Regions from separate parts of the Mus musculus genome. Here region 1 is linked to region 2. The links are chromatin contacts, called in public Hi-C maps. All regions are on one chromosome and are shown on one strand. Each heading gives the region's core, a stretch centred on a gene start, on an enhancer-like site or on the middle of the called end of the contact. The rest is flanking DNA. Distances are from core to core; before and after follow the strand shown. Region 1 holds the start of Scube2 (signal peptide, CUB domain, EGF-like 2). Region 2 overlaps Scube2 (signal peptide, CUB domain, EGF-like 2).

Region 1 (7,763 bases), core at 171-2,670, 39 kb before region 2:
TTTGATCATTTCAAAAGCAATGAAGCCTGATGCACGCAGGAGAAAAGAAGGCGGTAATTTATGGCGACCATTAAAGACACTCCGACAAAGGCTGGAGGGAACATTTCACTAAGTGAAGATTTACAAATGTGTTAAAACAAAACAAAACAAAAAAACCCACCCTTCAAACTAGAAATAGCCAAGTGTCTCTCTCAGCAGCAAATACAAAAGGAGTGGGAGGGAGGAGCCAGAGACAGAGAAAGGGGTGGGACCTGACTGCCTTTACTGGAGAGGAAAGGTTAAAGGGAAAACACAGGAAAGTTCTTTTCTCAGAGTCTCCATCCACAGCAGAATACATAACATTCCCCAAAAGACAGGCTCAGCCTGGCCCCTGAGCAGACACAGGCTGGGGTGGCAGACAGCTGCTCAGAGAGCTGAGGTGGGAAGCTGTAGCGGTAGCCAGACCCCCTAGAAGATGTGTGTTCTTGTACATGTGCTAGGTGGGGGGTTTTGGTGAGGTATTAATAATAATAATATCAAGGAGTTAGTGGTGTGAATACACACACACACACATATATATGTGCAGTATATGTAGTAATGAAGATGTATGTAAATATTCACAGGAGAAAATGAGTAAGAACCATTCAGAGAAATCCAAATTCATATCTCTGCGTATGGCCTTCTGTTTCTTCCATCAAGGGGTCCCTAAAGCATTTGTTCCTAGAATGATGCAGACTGTAATGGCCTCAGTCACCGGAGCCTGGAAAAGATGGGAAGGCCTGGGCGTGGGGAATAGGTGCTGGCCATGGCCTCTATTTGCAGCTCACCATTTCTGATATTTATAAGTTCCTGTGGGTCATAGATACCCCAGGACAAAGTTTGTGTGTGTGAGGGGGGGAGGGGAGGAGAGGGGGGAGTGGAGAGAGAGAGAGAGAGAGAGAGAGAGAGAGAGAGAGAGAGAGAGAGAGAGAGAGAGAGATCGTTCTCACATCACAGCTTCAGGGTGACTTTGGAACTAAGGTATCAGCGAGGTCTGGCTAGGGCCAGGCTCAGGCAGTCAAATGTGTAATAGCCTGGGCAAAGCAGCTGGGGTCACTCAGATAGCCTTGTTCTGAGTCCTCTTGTATGTGGAACCCCAAGAAAATGTTGCTGGAGGGGTGCTGGGCCTGGGGTCCCATTGTATGGGTACTCTCCGAGACACTCTCGGGGCGCCCTGTGACTTCTTCAGTTTGGAAGGACCGGGTCAAGTTGGAGGGCACTGGGCACAGGGGAGCCAAGACTCCGCGAGCGAGCGGGAGAGCGAGCGCAGGGCTCTGCTGACAGCGGCTCGGGCCACGGCGGCCGCGCCCCCTCCGCCCCGGGCCGGGGAGGGGCCAGACGGGCGGGGCGGCACTGAAGACCGTGTGAAAATGAGGCCGGGGCTCCGGGGCGGGCGGGGCCGGGGGTGTCGCGGGCGCAGAGGCCGGGAGCCCGCACACGCCTCCCCGCGCCGCTGCCGCCGCAGGCTCTACGCGGCTCTGCGCTGCGGCTGCCATGGGGGTCGCGGGTTGCGGTCGGCCTCGGGAAGCCCGGGCGCTGTTGCTGCTGCTGCTGCTGCTGCCGCCGCTGCTGGCCGCCGCCGTCCCTCCCGACCGGGGTCTCACCAACGGGCCGTCCGAGGGTGAGTGTGCAGCCGCGGGGCGCACCTGGCACGGCGCAGGACAGGGACTCCTGAGTCCCCTTGCCTAGTCTCTCGATCCGGAGAGCCCTCACCCTCTGTCCCTGCCATCGAAGGGCTGTTGACCTTTCCCGCCCTGGTACCTATGTTTTTTGTTTTTGTTTTTTTCTTTTCTTCTGAAAAGGTTCTCTGAGAGTGCCTGTTGTCCAGTATCTGTTGCTGAATGGGACTGGGGCCCAGGGTCCAGCCCCCCTTGTGTGGATGGGGAAACTGAGCTCGTGGCAATTTGGCCCCCTTTTTTCCTTTGGGGCTGATAAGTTCTGCTAGCTCCAGGATGAGCTGCGGAGACTTCTGTGGGCACGGAACTGTTACTGTGCCAAGACCTGGAATGGCCCTAAACCTCCAAATTTGGAGCAGCCATGTAATAGAACTCTGCACAGTCTACTTTGACTGAACTTAAAATTCTTTCAAAACTCGTTCGCTTTTATCTTCATATCCAGGAGTGGTATCGACTCTGGAGATGCTTTGGCTATGGTGGGTTTGCAGGTTGAGAGAACTGGCAGGGTTGGGGCTGGGGCCTCTGGGACACTATTCCTACCTTGCACAGTCTGAGGGCTCAGGATGCTGTTTGCTTGAGACCAGGGAAACTTCCACCCCCACATCCCAGACTCAGAAAGCTGAGAGACAGCTGTCTTGGCGGTCTTCTGGAACTTTCTAGCCAACTCTGCTCTTTGTTCCTCTCCCTTAGCAGGCAGTCTACTATATTCTTATATGCCAGGCACGGTGCTGGCTTGGCATCAAAGAGCTAATTCAGTTGTCAGGTCACGGTGGAGAGACAGGTGAGGGTGGACAGGGACAACCCTGCATACTCTGTGCTCTGAATGAGCTAAATACATGGGAGCCTGTGGTGGGAACATCTACCTGACATTAGGGGATCGTGGCTCACTTCCAAGAGGAGGTGCATCCACAATCTGAACTGGGTCTTGGAGGCCAGTAAGGGCAGCCTCCTTACTTGGCTGATTCCACTTGGAAGAGTGCATCTGGAAATTGGCCTGGGCATGGTATCCTTTATCCCAGGGTGTCGTAGCAGTATGGGGGTGGTTGGAGGAGTGGAGAGGGGTGGGCTTGGGGGAGGTGGAGAGAAAGAGAGAAAGAGAGAGAGAGAGAGAAAGAGAGAGAGAGAGATCACTCACAGCGTGGATAGCATAAAAGGTGCTTGCTGTGTTCTTTTGCAGATGTGGATGAGTGTGCCCAAGGGCTCGATGACTGCCATGCTGATGCACTGTGTCAGAACACACCCACTTCCTACAAGTGCTCTTGCAAGCCTGGCTACCAAGGGGAAGGCAGGCAGTGTGAGGGTAAGTGATTTGGGCAGTGGGTAGGTGGGCAGCGGGGAAGCGGCCACCTCCTTAGCTTTTGTAGCTCCCGTTGGCTAAATGACTCCTCCTATCTTGAATTCTGCCACCTGCTTTTTGAAATGATTTTCAGATCCTCAAAGGGCTGGGACATTGGGTCCTTTCCCGAATGGTTACAGTTTTCTCTGGCTCCAAACGTCCTTTTGTGTGGCTCCTGGAAAAGGAAATGCAATGCTTTGCTGCCTTTTGATTCCACTCACCAGGAGAGCCAGACAGAGCTTCAAGGACCCTGCCTCCCTAGAGACTAAGGACTGGAGTTCTGCTTTCTGCTGTCTCTGTCTGTGGTTTTGGGCTGACTGATTATGGGACCTGCCAGGCTTTAGAACTCTACCCAGGCACTGCCTTATTTGAGTGGCAGGTTGAGTCTGGAAAGATATATGCAGAGGGAGATTTTAGTTCTTCAGCGCTGCAGACCTGAGATCCTGAAGTCTGGACTCTGCCCACTAGGGATTAGTTCAGCGACTGAATTCAAGCTCAGAACTGAATGGAAACTGCTCTCACAGGAGAAAGCAACATGTTAGCCCTGACAGGGCTCTTCAGGGAACTTTGGGTCATTTCCATTGCTCGGTTTTATGGATGAAGACACTGAGGACAGGAGACTGGAGGCCATAAACACTTGATTAGTGTTTGGGTGAGGTCACAGCCTCACCCCTGCCCCAGCTCCTGGTCCCTCACTCAGCCTGCAGCTGCCTCTCTGGTTGCACAAGACATCCCTATAGACCTGAAGAGAGGTATTTGAGCTCAGCTCCGATGCTTCTTTCTGCCTCTGGACCCAACCTTAGTGAGCATATTGGAGGCCTCTTTCACTCCGAGAGCTTTTAAACTCTTAAAAATTAAAGCCGGGCAGTGGTGGCGCAGGTCTTTAATCCCAGCACTTGGGAAGCAGAGGCAGGCAGATTTTTGAGTTCGAGGCCAGCCTGGTCTACAGAGTGAGTTCCAGGATAGCCAGGGCTACACAGAGAAACCCTGTCCTGAAAAAAACAAAACAAAACAAAACAAAACAAAACAAAACAAAATTGAGCTTATCTTCTGGTGGAAGTTGATCTGAACCTCTGCAAATACCAAACCTACATAGTAAGGTAGGAAGTCTTGTCCAAGCCCTTGGAAAACCACACTAACTTCTGAGGCCGGAGGAAAGTGTAATCCCTGTCTATTTGGGTGGTGTTTGATGTCTTGATGTTTGATTCAAGTCTTGATGTTTCAAATGACCCTGTCTCACCACATGGCCTCTGAGAAGTCCAGTTCTGCTTTATGTAACACCCAGAGGTACCTGGCATGTGTGGTAGACACTCATTCTTGCATTTTGCTGTTGTTCTTGTTTTGATTTTGAATTATTTGTTTTTTGAGACAGGGTCTCATGTGGCCCAGCATGGCCTCAGACATACAAGCAAAGCTGATCCCCCTGTCTCTGTCTCCCAAGTGCTGGGCTTGTAGGTGTATACTGTGACACCCAGCTATATTTTCTTTGCATTTGTTTGTTTATATTTTAATTATGTGTTTGTGTGTGCTTGTATGTAGATATGTGCATGTGAAGGCAGATATTCTTGAAGACCAGAGGTGTCAGCTCCCTCAGAGCTGGAGTCACCCGCAATTGTTAAACCTGTGAATGCTGGGAACTGAGTTCACATCTTTTCCAAGAGCAGTACATATTTTAACTGCTGAGCCACCTCTCTAGCCCCTATTTTTCTTTTACTTTAAAAAAATTTTTTTTCTTTTTAAGGGAACTTTTTATTTAGAAATACTTTCAGGCCAGAAAGATTGTAAAACGATGCAAAGCTCATAGCTATTTGCCACACATCTTACCCCAATGCTATCAGCTTACAAAAAACGGTACAGTCACCCAAACCAGGAAAGTAACAATGGCACAACACCATTTAAAAACAACTGTAAACATCGTTCGGATTTTTATCAGATTTCCCCTGTTGTTCTGTTTCTGCTTCAGAGTTAATTCCAGGTCCTGACCCACATAGCCAGTACCTGTGTCTCTTGTGATTCCTCAGTCCTTAATCTGTCTTTGTCTAGAACATCAACTTATTTTTTTTTGAGACAGGGTTTGTTGTAGCTCCAGCTGGCCTCCAATTCCCTCTGTAGCTGAGGAATTGATGCCATCAAACTCCTGACCAGCCTGCCTCCACCCCTAAGTGCTACATTCCAGGCCTGTGACCCCTTCTCTGCCTTAGGTGATACTGAAGACTCAACAGTGTCTCTCATGCTAGGCAGTTGTCAGCTGCCTGATGTGGTTGCAGGTTGCTGAGAACTGAACCTAAGTCCTTTGCAAGAGCAGCAAGTACGCTTAAATACCAAAGCCATCTCTTTGGTCACAGTACTGATACTTCTGATGAACACTGTGGTTTCATTTGTTTCATAATAAGAGGCAAAGACTTGATAGAGCTTGGCGTGGAGGCTGTGCTAGAAGGATTGCCAAGGCTAGAAGGTTAGCCTTCAATAGGACTGTCACGGAAACACCACAGTGACTTTCCCGGGAAACCACATCAGTGATATATGACGTCACTATGTCCCATCGAGGTGTTGCTAACCTTTTTTAGCAACCAATTTAAGACGGTGTCTGTTGAGCCGGGCAGTGATGGCGCACGCCTTTAATCCCAGCACTCGGGAGGCAGAGGCAGGCGGATTTCTGAGTTCAAGGCCAGCCTGGTCTACAGAGTGAGTTCCAGGACAGCCAGGGCTACACAGAGAAACCCTGTCTCGAAAAAACCAAAAAAAAAAAAAAAAAAAAAAAAAAGGGCTGGTGTGTGCTGGTTTCTCTACTGCCAAGTTACAATGATTTCCTCCCTGTATTGCTGTGGAAGCAGACCGGGGGAGGGGACTGTTGACATCAAGTCTTTGTTCACTGATTTTGGTGTCCAACCATGGATCTCGCCTGCAGCAGCTGTAACTCTAATATGCACCCCCCTTGAAACTCCGCACTGGTCCCCTCCCCTTATGCATTTCAATACTGTGTTTTTTTAAAAGGAAGATATGCCCCTTCTTGCTCATTTGTCCGTTTCTTCATCTATTTCACTGTATATTGGTGTTATATCAGTATTTATTTTCAAATTGTTCTAGCTGCAGCAATTGGAAGCTCCTCCTCACTGTTAGCCTTTTGAAATCCTTTTTTTTTTTTAAGAATTTCCTAATACTTTATATTACAAGGTCCTCCATAGCGTCCTTATGCTTTCTGCTTGCCCTGGAACCCACCACGCCCCACGATGGCTCTGGTTCCTTTGATGGAAAAGGACAAGGGTATACAGAACCCAGGACCTGCGCGTGCGGTGTTCTCAGGGAAGCCTTGTTCCTAAGGCTCCTCAGTGCCCAGAGCGGGGATGTCTTTGCGTGTGTGCTGTCTGCTCATTTTGTTTGCTTTTCTGAGACAGGCTCTCTCTTTTATGTAGCTCTGGCTGTCCTGAAACTTGCTATGTAGACCAGGCTGGGCTCAATCTCATAGAGATCTACTGTCTGTCTCCCAAGTTCTGGGATTACAGGTGTGCACCACCATGCCTAGCTTATTAATTCTTTGTTTTCTTCCCTCTGAATCTATATTTAAACTGTGGGCAGCACTGATAGTTTGACTCCTGTGCTAGAACCAAGTCACTCCGGCCTTGCAGGTTTTTCCTCGCACAGTGGGAGATCCAGTTCTTACTGTTGTGTTGTGCTTACCTTTGTCCAGCCTTAGCAGCTACAGGGCACATTCACAGGATCACTGATGCCTGGCCCTGTGAGGACCCCAGTTCCGCTAACCACAGTATTTATTAACTAGAGTACAATACGCAGCAGTTAGTGCTTTTACAACATCCAGTAAGTGGTTGCTCAGTTATCTAGGTTAGCGCTTTACGGATGTGTCTCGGCTATATTTTAATTCATAATATACTTAGTTTGTTTCTTTTTTTTTTTTTTATCTCACTTACTCATTCCCATCCCCGACACCTCCTGGCTATTTGTTTGTATTATTCACATAAATAAAACCTCACTGCATTTCTTCGAGTCAAACTGTACCAAGCTCGTACCCTTACGCAGGTGGGGTGCTTTCCTGCCCCCCTCACCCCACCCCATGGCTCCTCTTTCTGCCCCTTTCCCCTCATACCAGCAGTTTTCTGTTTATTCTTCCTTTATGTCTTTTATACAAATAAGCAAATAGGACCCTGGTTTTTTTTGTTAATGAGTTCTCAGCTGCATCATGTAGATACCATAAATCTCACCACTTTTATATATAACAACCCATAGATTTGTAATAAATCACCTGAGTCCTGCAGCCACACATACAGAGTTTTCAAACATGTTGCTTTCTCAGTAATACCCACCATGCACACTTCATTTCCAGTCCTTCTCCAGTCCCAGCTGCAGCTAACTAGCAATGCATATCCTTCCTGGATGTGTCGTGTGGACAGACTCCTTGAATCTGGGTTCCTTGTATGTGGATTAGTTCTCTCAGCGTGCTGCTAGGGAAGTAGTGTCACGTGCACTCTGTAGCCATACTGCCTCTTTATCAGTAAGTAGTCTGTTGTACAGGCATACCTCAGCCTTTGTTTGTTCTCGAGACAGTCTTGCTACATGAACCAGGCTGTCCTCAAACTCACCGTGCAGCCCAAGCTGGCTTCAAGCTTGTGACCTTCTGTCGTTTTCTCCTTTTTTTGAAAATGGAATTCTTTCTCACATAATCTATCCAGATTACAGTTTTCCCTCCCCCAACTCCTCCCAGTTCCTCTCTACCTCCC
Region 2 (7,473 bases), core at 4,259-6,758:
CCCAGCAAAATCGTAGTTCTGTTCTGCAAAGCCTTGGATCAAGCCTTCCAGTTAGGGCTTGGGTCCAGAAGGGGAAATTGACTCTCTCTTTGTTGTGTGCCTGTTTAACAGTATATGTTTATGCCTCATACCCTTATGGTCAAGTAGGCTGTGGTATATATATGTCAGTGCCAACTGATTCTCCCTCTACTTTCCTGGCAATCAGCCATCATTGAGACCAGATCTAGACTCCAGAACAACTTGTCTAAGGTCTCCATGGTGATCCTAAATATCTGTGGGATTTGGGGACCACTGGCTGGAGCACTTCTTGCCAATTCTCATGCCCTGTGTTTGAGACGGACAGATAATGGTGTTTTGCTGTAGATGGCTGTGCCTCCCTTCTCTCTCTCTCTCCACATTCTTGGCACAACTAAAGGCATACCTTCTACCCTACCCTATCTATCATGAGACTCCAGTGGGACACATAGATGTCAACCTGGTTGGGAGCCTCCTTCCAGTTTAGGTTCAGTCCCAAGTTGATGGGGATGTAGGTTCTCACTACTTTTCTTCTCTCTTAACTGTGGGAACAGTCAAATATAGAGTTTTAATTCTGTCTGTCTCCCTTGGTATGTAGTTCAGAGGGTGGTGGAGTTTCAAGTTCAAAGCCCATATGGGGTCTGAGTCTGGATACCTGCAAGTAAGTGCTCTCCCTTTCTGAGTGTTCCTGTCAATGGTTAAAACTCTCAACCAAGGCACATGCCAGCGGGGAGTGTGCAGTGTGCAGCCAGCAGGTGTCAAGTGCATGTCCCTCAAAATGACTGTCAACCATGTGACTCATCTACTGCTTCCTCCTCAAGGGAGAGACAGTCAGCCTTTGATGTACTGTTGCAACAGGGGACCAATTTTGTTCCACAGACACCAACGAGTGCAGTGTCAACAATGGAGGCTGCCAGCAAGTGTGCATCAACACAGTGGGTAGCTACGAATGTCAGTGTCACCCAGGGTTCAAACTCCACTGGAATAAAAAAGACTGTGTGGGTAAGAGGCTCCATCCTTCCCCATAGGTCCCATGTGGCCACAGGGTCACCCCAAATCTGGAGGTTTGAGACTGTGTGCTTGCATACTCCACTGGGCCTAAAGTGCACCTTCCTCTGAAGCAGCAGCAGCTGGTCTTTAACAAGTCCAAAAACAGGAGGTACTTCTCAGGCTCCTTGACATTTAGCTCTGTGCTTCTGTGTAGACTGGAGTGTCCTTCTGTCTCACGGTTGTTCTCTGCATGAGCACACAGCAGACTTGTGCCTCTCTAACCTTCATAGGAGGCAAGGCTTGTGTCAGCCAGGAGGCTGGGGAGGGAGTTCAGCTCTGGCTTCTTTTCTTGGGGCCTTTTGGTGAGCTCCAGTCTCATCATACTTGGGTGCATGCTTCTTTTTCCTCAAGTGCCTGTGTTTTGTCCTGTCTAGAAGTGAAGGGCTTCCCGCCCACTAGCATGACACCGCGTGTGTCCCTGCACTGTGGTAAAAGTGGTGGAGGAGACAGGTGCTTCCTCAGATGTCGCTCTGGCATTCACCTCTCGTCAGGTGAGTGGCACACATCCCTGGGAAGGTTCCCATGGCAGGGCCTGTAGATGTTGGACATGCTCAAAGGGCTTTCTGGCTCTGGACCAGATGCTTCTTGACAACCAGAGGCTCGTGCTTTGAGAGCCCATGTCCTGGGCATTTTTCTAGTGGCCTGTGTGGAGTAGGGTGGGGGTGACTTTAGTGGCTACCAGGATATAGCCTGTTATCTTGCTTATGTATCCTGACAATTCCACGTTCTGTCTATCAGGACTGCAAGAGGCTTACTCTGTCACCTGTGGCTCTTCCTCTCTCAGAAGCAAACAGCAAAAATCAAATGACTCTGCCTTTGGGGGTAATTACCAAACTGTATTCTCGCAGGGGTCACTGTGTTTAGTGGGCTTCTTTCATGCGGTGCTGTTCATGGGGGTGGTTTTGTTTGTTTGTTTGTTTTTATCTGGATGCTGTGAGACTATTGTGGGGTGTTCTTGCCCACAGCTGTGGCATCTGATACCTAACTTACTTGTGGAAATCATACTTACCGAGTGTCCCCTGTGTACTTGGGAGTCCTGTTCAGCCTAAGTGGGTCACCGTATTGACAAGAGGTCCACAAGCTCTGGAGAGAACAGTTTCATGGATCTCCAAATTCCCTCTATCCTAGAGCACTTTAAAGGCCCAATAGGGACTGTACCTGGGACACATGACATTGGGGGAGGTGGCATGGACAGAATAGGGCAAGTGGGATTCTATCTCAAGAAAGAGACCTGAACCTATTCTTGTATCTAGTCCTTAGTCAAGGGACTAAATACAAGTCCAGTGTTTTCTGAAGGCCTCATCTTCCCAGATAAGGACACATTTGCCAATTTATCGTGAGTTTGTCCAAATCAAGAATCACATTATATCTTGATGTCTATATTATAAAGATGTCCAAAGTTTGAAATCCTAAGCAAGATGTCAATTTAGAAATTAAAATGCGCAAGCCACTATACACTGTATTCCATAGAGTAGGTTATTTAATACACTTGAAACTCCATGCATTAATTTTAAATATATATTTTAAAAATTATGTTTATAAGTTGGAGGCAGGCCTTACTTTGTAATGTAACCCCTGGGATGTAGTATGTTGTTCAGAATGGCTTTGAATTCATAATAATCTTCCTGCCTTGGCTAAGTGTTAGGATTATAGGAGTGAGTTTACCATATTTGACTGCATCAATTTATTATTATTATTATATTATTATATTAACCAAAGAAACCAAGGCTCAGAGGAAAAAAAGAGCTTACTCAAAATAACTCAGATAAGCAATAAGAGGGACTAGGATTCCAACTCAAGCAGTCTGAGTTCAGAGTCTTAGGCACTGTCCTTTGCTGTCCTTTCTTATGGATGTTAGGGCCATTATCTCAGTTAAGCCTTACAACATCCTGGCAACACAGGTGCTTAACTATGTGCATTTAACAGATGAGGAGCCTGAGATGAGGAAGGTTAAGGGACATGCTGATGTTTTCACAAATCGGAGGGCTTTCAACGAGAGGCAAGGGCTCCAGCCCAGCATATCTGGTGGGAGACTAGAATTCTGCACTCACTCCATCCCAGATCCCAGAAGTGATAGCCTCATCTGAACTGCCTCAGCCCCCTCAGCTCTGTCCTCTCTGGGAAGCCACACATAGAAGAGACCTCCCTCAACAGTCTGAAGGACACTCTTGTCTTCCTTCTCAGAAAGGACAGAAGTGACCTTATCTTTCCTCTGCCTACGTAGACTGTTTTGGAATCTTTCTCTGTTATATTTGAACACTGGGTCCATCTCTCTTGAGATAGGGGAGGCTCTAGGTGAACCTGTGCAAGGTAATGGGCACTTCATGATCTAAACTGTTCTCGGATCATTTCACAGGCTAGAGGGGTTCATTATCTACAGCCCGTGTAGAGACCCAGCCAGTGGCAGCATACCGTCATCCACTGGGTGTTCTCTTCCTTTGCTATGAGGATAATTTCTCTCACTTATTTCTTTCTGAAGATGTCGTCACCGTCAGGACAAGTGTAACCTTTAAGCTAAATGAAGGCAAGTGTAGTTTGCAAAAGGCCAAGCTGTCTCCCGAGGGTCTACGACCAGCACTACCAGGTATGGAATCAAATGGCTGGTGCAGGGAGTGTCCCTGCATATTGGGTAAGGGACCTGTGACTAGCTGAGTGCAAGCACATGTTAGATGGCCCTGAGGTATTCAGAATCTGCAGGGAGGGACTTTCTTCTCTAGGGGAGGGAGCAGAGCCTGCCCTAACCCTTGTGTAGTTCTGGAGTTATACTTCAGGAGATTCTTTTTTTTTTTTAAAGATTTATTTATTTATTTATTTATTATATGTAAGTACACTGTAGCTGTCTTCAGACGCACCAGAAGAGGGCGTCAGATCTCATTACGGGTGGTTGTGAGCCACCATGTGGTTGCTGGGATTTGAACTTCGGACCTTTGGAAGAGCAGTCGGGTGCTCTTACCCACTGAGCCATCTCACCAGGCCCCCTCAGGAGGTTCTTTGTGAGGTCATTGTTGAAGCTTGGGGTAAACCTTGGAGTTCATGTGAGTCCATGGGGCTTAAGATGGCTTGTGACTGCATTGAGTTGAAGTTTTTAATCTTAGAGTTGAGTTGAAGCGTACACTATGGAAAAAATGTGGTTGACTCAGAAATGAGGGCCTTGATGAACAATGATGGAACATCCAGTGTTCTTGCTGCAATTTTTTTATTCTATATTTTTCATATTCTCTTTCCATTTTCATACTTTTCTGTAACTTCTATTAGACATGTTCTTTTAAAATTTCATACATGTCTACAGCGCATTCTGATTACTGACACCTACACACTCTTCCACCTCCCTCCCATCCCTGTTCCCTCTCCCCTTTCCTCCAAGTGATTTCCCACATCCATGTCTTTTTGTTTTGCTTTGTGACCAACTGAGATTAACCAGGGCCATTTGTAGCTGGAAGCTGTTGGGTTCATCAGTGGGCACACAGCTGAAGAGAATGGCTGTCCCTTCCTCAGAGTCATCGATCTTAGCGTACAGTTCAGTAGGGAGGGGTAGCACCCCAAGAGCCTCTCTGATCCATGGTTGACAGTTGGCAGGCCCAGTGCAGGTAATTGCAGCTACTGCACTATCGAAATTGCACTGGCTGTGTCGTGGCTGGAAGACAGTGTTTCACAGGCCCTCCCCTTGTCTTCCTTCTCTTAGATTCATTATATCCCCTCTTCCAAGATGTCCTCCAGGCCTTAACCAGTGACAGAAGTGTGCTGTTTAGGGCTGAGTCAATTTTTTATACCTTTAAATTAGGAAAGTATTTTTAATTTTATTTTATGTGTATGGGTGTTTTGACTTCATGTGTATCTGTGTACAACATATATATCTGGTGCTCAAGTAGGACAGAAGAAAAAGTGTTTGATGTCTTGGAACTGGAGTTACAAACAGTTCTGAGCCATCCTGTAGGTATCAGGAATCAAACCTAGGTCCCCCTATGAGAATAGCCAGTGCTCTAAGCACTAAGTTCTCTCTCCAGTGTCACTTCGTTTTAAAGATCTGTTTTTATTTTCAATGCTGTGGACACTTGTGGGTATGTATATATATGTATGTACATGGAAGTCTGGTGCCTGCGGAGCCCATGGGTGTCAGCTCTCTCGGGAGCCACCCAGTGTGGGTGCTGACGATCAAACTCTGGGCCTCTGCAGGGATGGTATGGGCTCTTAACCACCAAACTGTCTCTCCAGCCCAGGGAAGTATTACTTAAAAATAGATTTAGTCTAGAGTGTACTTAATAGATTGGACAAGTGCTGAAATCAGATGTTAACAGCAGGGTGGGCTGAGTGCGGGGTGTGCAAGAAGTCTGTGCTTTTCTGTAAATCTCAACTCACTTCAAAACACAAAGTTTTAAGCTAAATACAGTGACTCACACCCGTGATTCCAGCACTTGCGAGCTGAGGCAGGAGACTGTGTGAGTTCAAGGTCAGTCCTGAGTGCATAGTGAATTCCAGGCCGGCCTGGAGCACGGAGCGAACTTTGTATAAAAACAAAATAAATAGATAAAAATAGTTTTAAGGCCAGTGAGATGCCTCAGCTGGTCACGGTGGCTGCTGCCAAGCCTGGTAGCCTGAGTTGATCTCCCAAGACCCACACATGTGGTAGAAGGAGAAAACTGACTCCTGCTAGTTGTTCTCTGGCTTCCACATGTGCTCTCCTCACATGACACATGTGAACCGTGGTGTGTGTACAACTACTCACATAAGCGTACACACAACGTAAATCATGTGCAAATAGTTTTAATGTAGGTATTAGAAAGAAAGGAAAACAAGAGAAGCTTTAACATCCACTCACGCTTTTTTAATATCCAGTTATGCTCTTTAAAAATTATAAAATAGGACCGAAAAGATGACTCAGATGAAGGGCACTTTTCTAAAGGACCCAGCTTCAGTTCCCAGCATCCACACTGGGCAACTCTCAACTGCCTGTAACTCCAGCTCCAGGGCATCCCATGGCCTCTTTTGGCCTCCTTAAGACCTGCACATATGTTGCATATACACATATGCTCCATATACACATATAAAAAAGTAAAAATATGTTTTAAAACTATAAAATATATGTTTGGGGGGAAAGTATAAGTAGAAAATGAATCTGTCTCTCCCTCTGGTCCTGATAGTCTGTTGTCTTGTAATTAAAGTCTATGGCACAGATAACCTTTCGTTCAATAAAGTAAGTTTTAAAAAGACATGGAAATAGCTTGGTGGTGGTGGTACATGCCTTAATCCCAGCACTCAGGAGGCAGAGGCAGGCGTATCTCTGTGGGTTCCAGGCCAGCCTGGTGTACAGAGCAAGTTCCAGGACAGCCAGAGAGGCACAGAGAAACTCTGTCTTGGAAAAACAAAACAAAACAAAACAAAAACCAACCAACCAAATAAACAAACACCCCAAGACGTGCAAATAGATTTTGTGGATACATGTCCTGCTTTGCAGTTTGGTTCGGTTTAGCTTTGTCTATTGAGAGTCAAAAGATTCAGCAGAAGTGCTGGACTGAGAACAGGCAAAGGCTGGCTTAGAGCAAGCATTCCACTGATGCCCTAGATGGTTTCAGAGACTGTGCAGTTCTGTTGAATCTTTGTGCCATTTACTGTTTGTGGCGGTAACATGAGACACACCGTTGATGGCTGCTTTCTCTCCACTTGGGATGGAGTTGCACCGAGGTCAGCTGGATGAAAACAGTAGTGGCTTTCCATCCGTCCATTTGATGCTTCAGCGTCTGCTCTGGCTATCCCAGTCAGCTGTGAGAAAAACCACCATGAGAATGCCCCCACCTTATCCAACTGTCAAACAAAACAAAACAAAAAACAAAACAAAAACAAACAAACAAACAAACAAACAAACAAGAACTGGCTCGGCCCCCCTGGTTCTCATCCTCCGCTGTGGCTGGCCAGTGGGAGACATTCGGCCTTTACCCGTGAAACAATGTTCATGAGCTCAGCTGTAAAGTTACATAGGAATGAAAATGTCCCGGCTTCAGGCTAGGGACTGGCAATGGCTCGCTCGGCATGTGGAGTGAATCACGCACTCCCTAGACATTGTAATGAAATGTTTACTGAGCTCTAGCAAATGCTCAGCTCCGTGCTCTGTCAGGACTTGGCTTCCGATCATTTTGTTTCTCCATACAGAGAGGCACAGCTCAGTAAAAGAGAGCTTCCAGTACGCAAACCTTACATGCAGCCCTGGCAAGCAAGTCCCGGGAGCCCTTGGCCGACTGAACGCCCCTAAGGAAATGTTTATCACGGTTGAGTTTGAACGGGAAACTTACGAAAAGGAGGTGACAGGTTGGTCTGAAAGCCATCTGTGATGCCAGGCTTCTCACAGCTTGTCCCTTCTCTCCTTGCCTTTCACTTCCCATCATTCCTGGGGGTGGGGGCAGAAACTAGTGCAAC

Evidence for each region. A called contact is a pair of places that touch in the nucleus more often than the background predicts.
Region 1: a contact with region 2 is called in a Hi-C map of uterus. The contact joins the promoter of Scube2 here to the enhancer-like site in region 2. A contact is called at or near these places in 2 of 39 promoter capture datasets (embryonic stem cells and hippocampal neurons), 1 of 15 datasets of contacts at CTCF or cohesin (the G1E-ER4 cell line), 4 of 484 Hi-C or Micro-C datasets (nephron progenitors and uterus), 2 of 115 datasets of contacts at active chromatin or transcription factors (both in embryonic stem cells) and 2 of 9 other capture datasets (adipose tissue and pancreatic islet).

What each region holds. Positions count from the first base shown.
Region 1 is chr7:109,859,336-109,867,098 of GRCm38.p6, reverse strand. It overlaps Scube2 (signal peptide, CUB domain, EGF-like 2), which reads left to right and starts at 1,420. Exons shown (of 22, transcript NM_020052.2): 1 at 1,420-1,639; 2 at 2,872-2,994. The coding sequence starts at 1,513.
Region 2 is chr7:109,825,211-109,832,683 of GRCm38.p6, reverse strand. Scube2 (signal peptide, CUB domain, EGF-like 2) reads left to right here. Exons shown (of 22, transcript NM_020052.2): 11 at 895-1,017; 12 at 1,440-1,556; 13 at 1,804-1,887; 14 at 3,545-3,649; 15 at 7,210-7,365. Among named protein-coding and RNA genes, the nearest start is that of Scube2, 37 kb to the left of the region's middle. Within about 2 kb of position 5,508, at least 8 of the 459 cell types and tissues checked have an H3K27ac peak or open chromatin away from gene starts, as enhancers often do. A contact at or near this core is called in uterus, where this site is marked.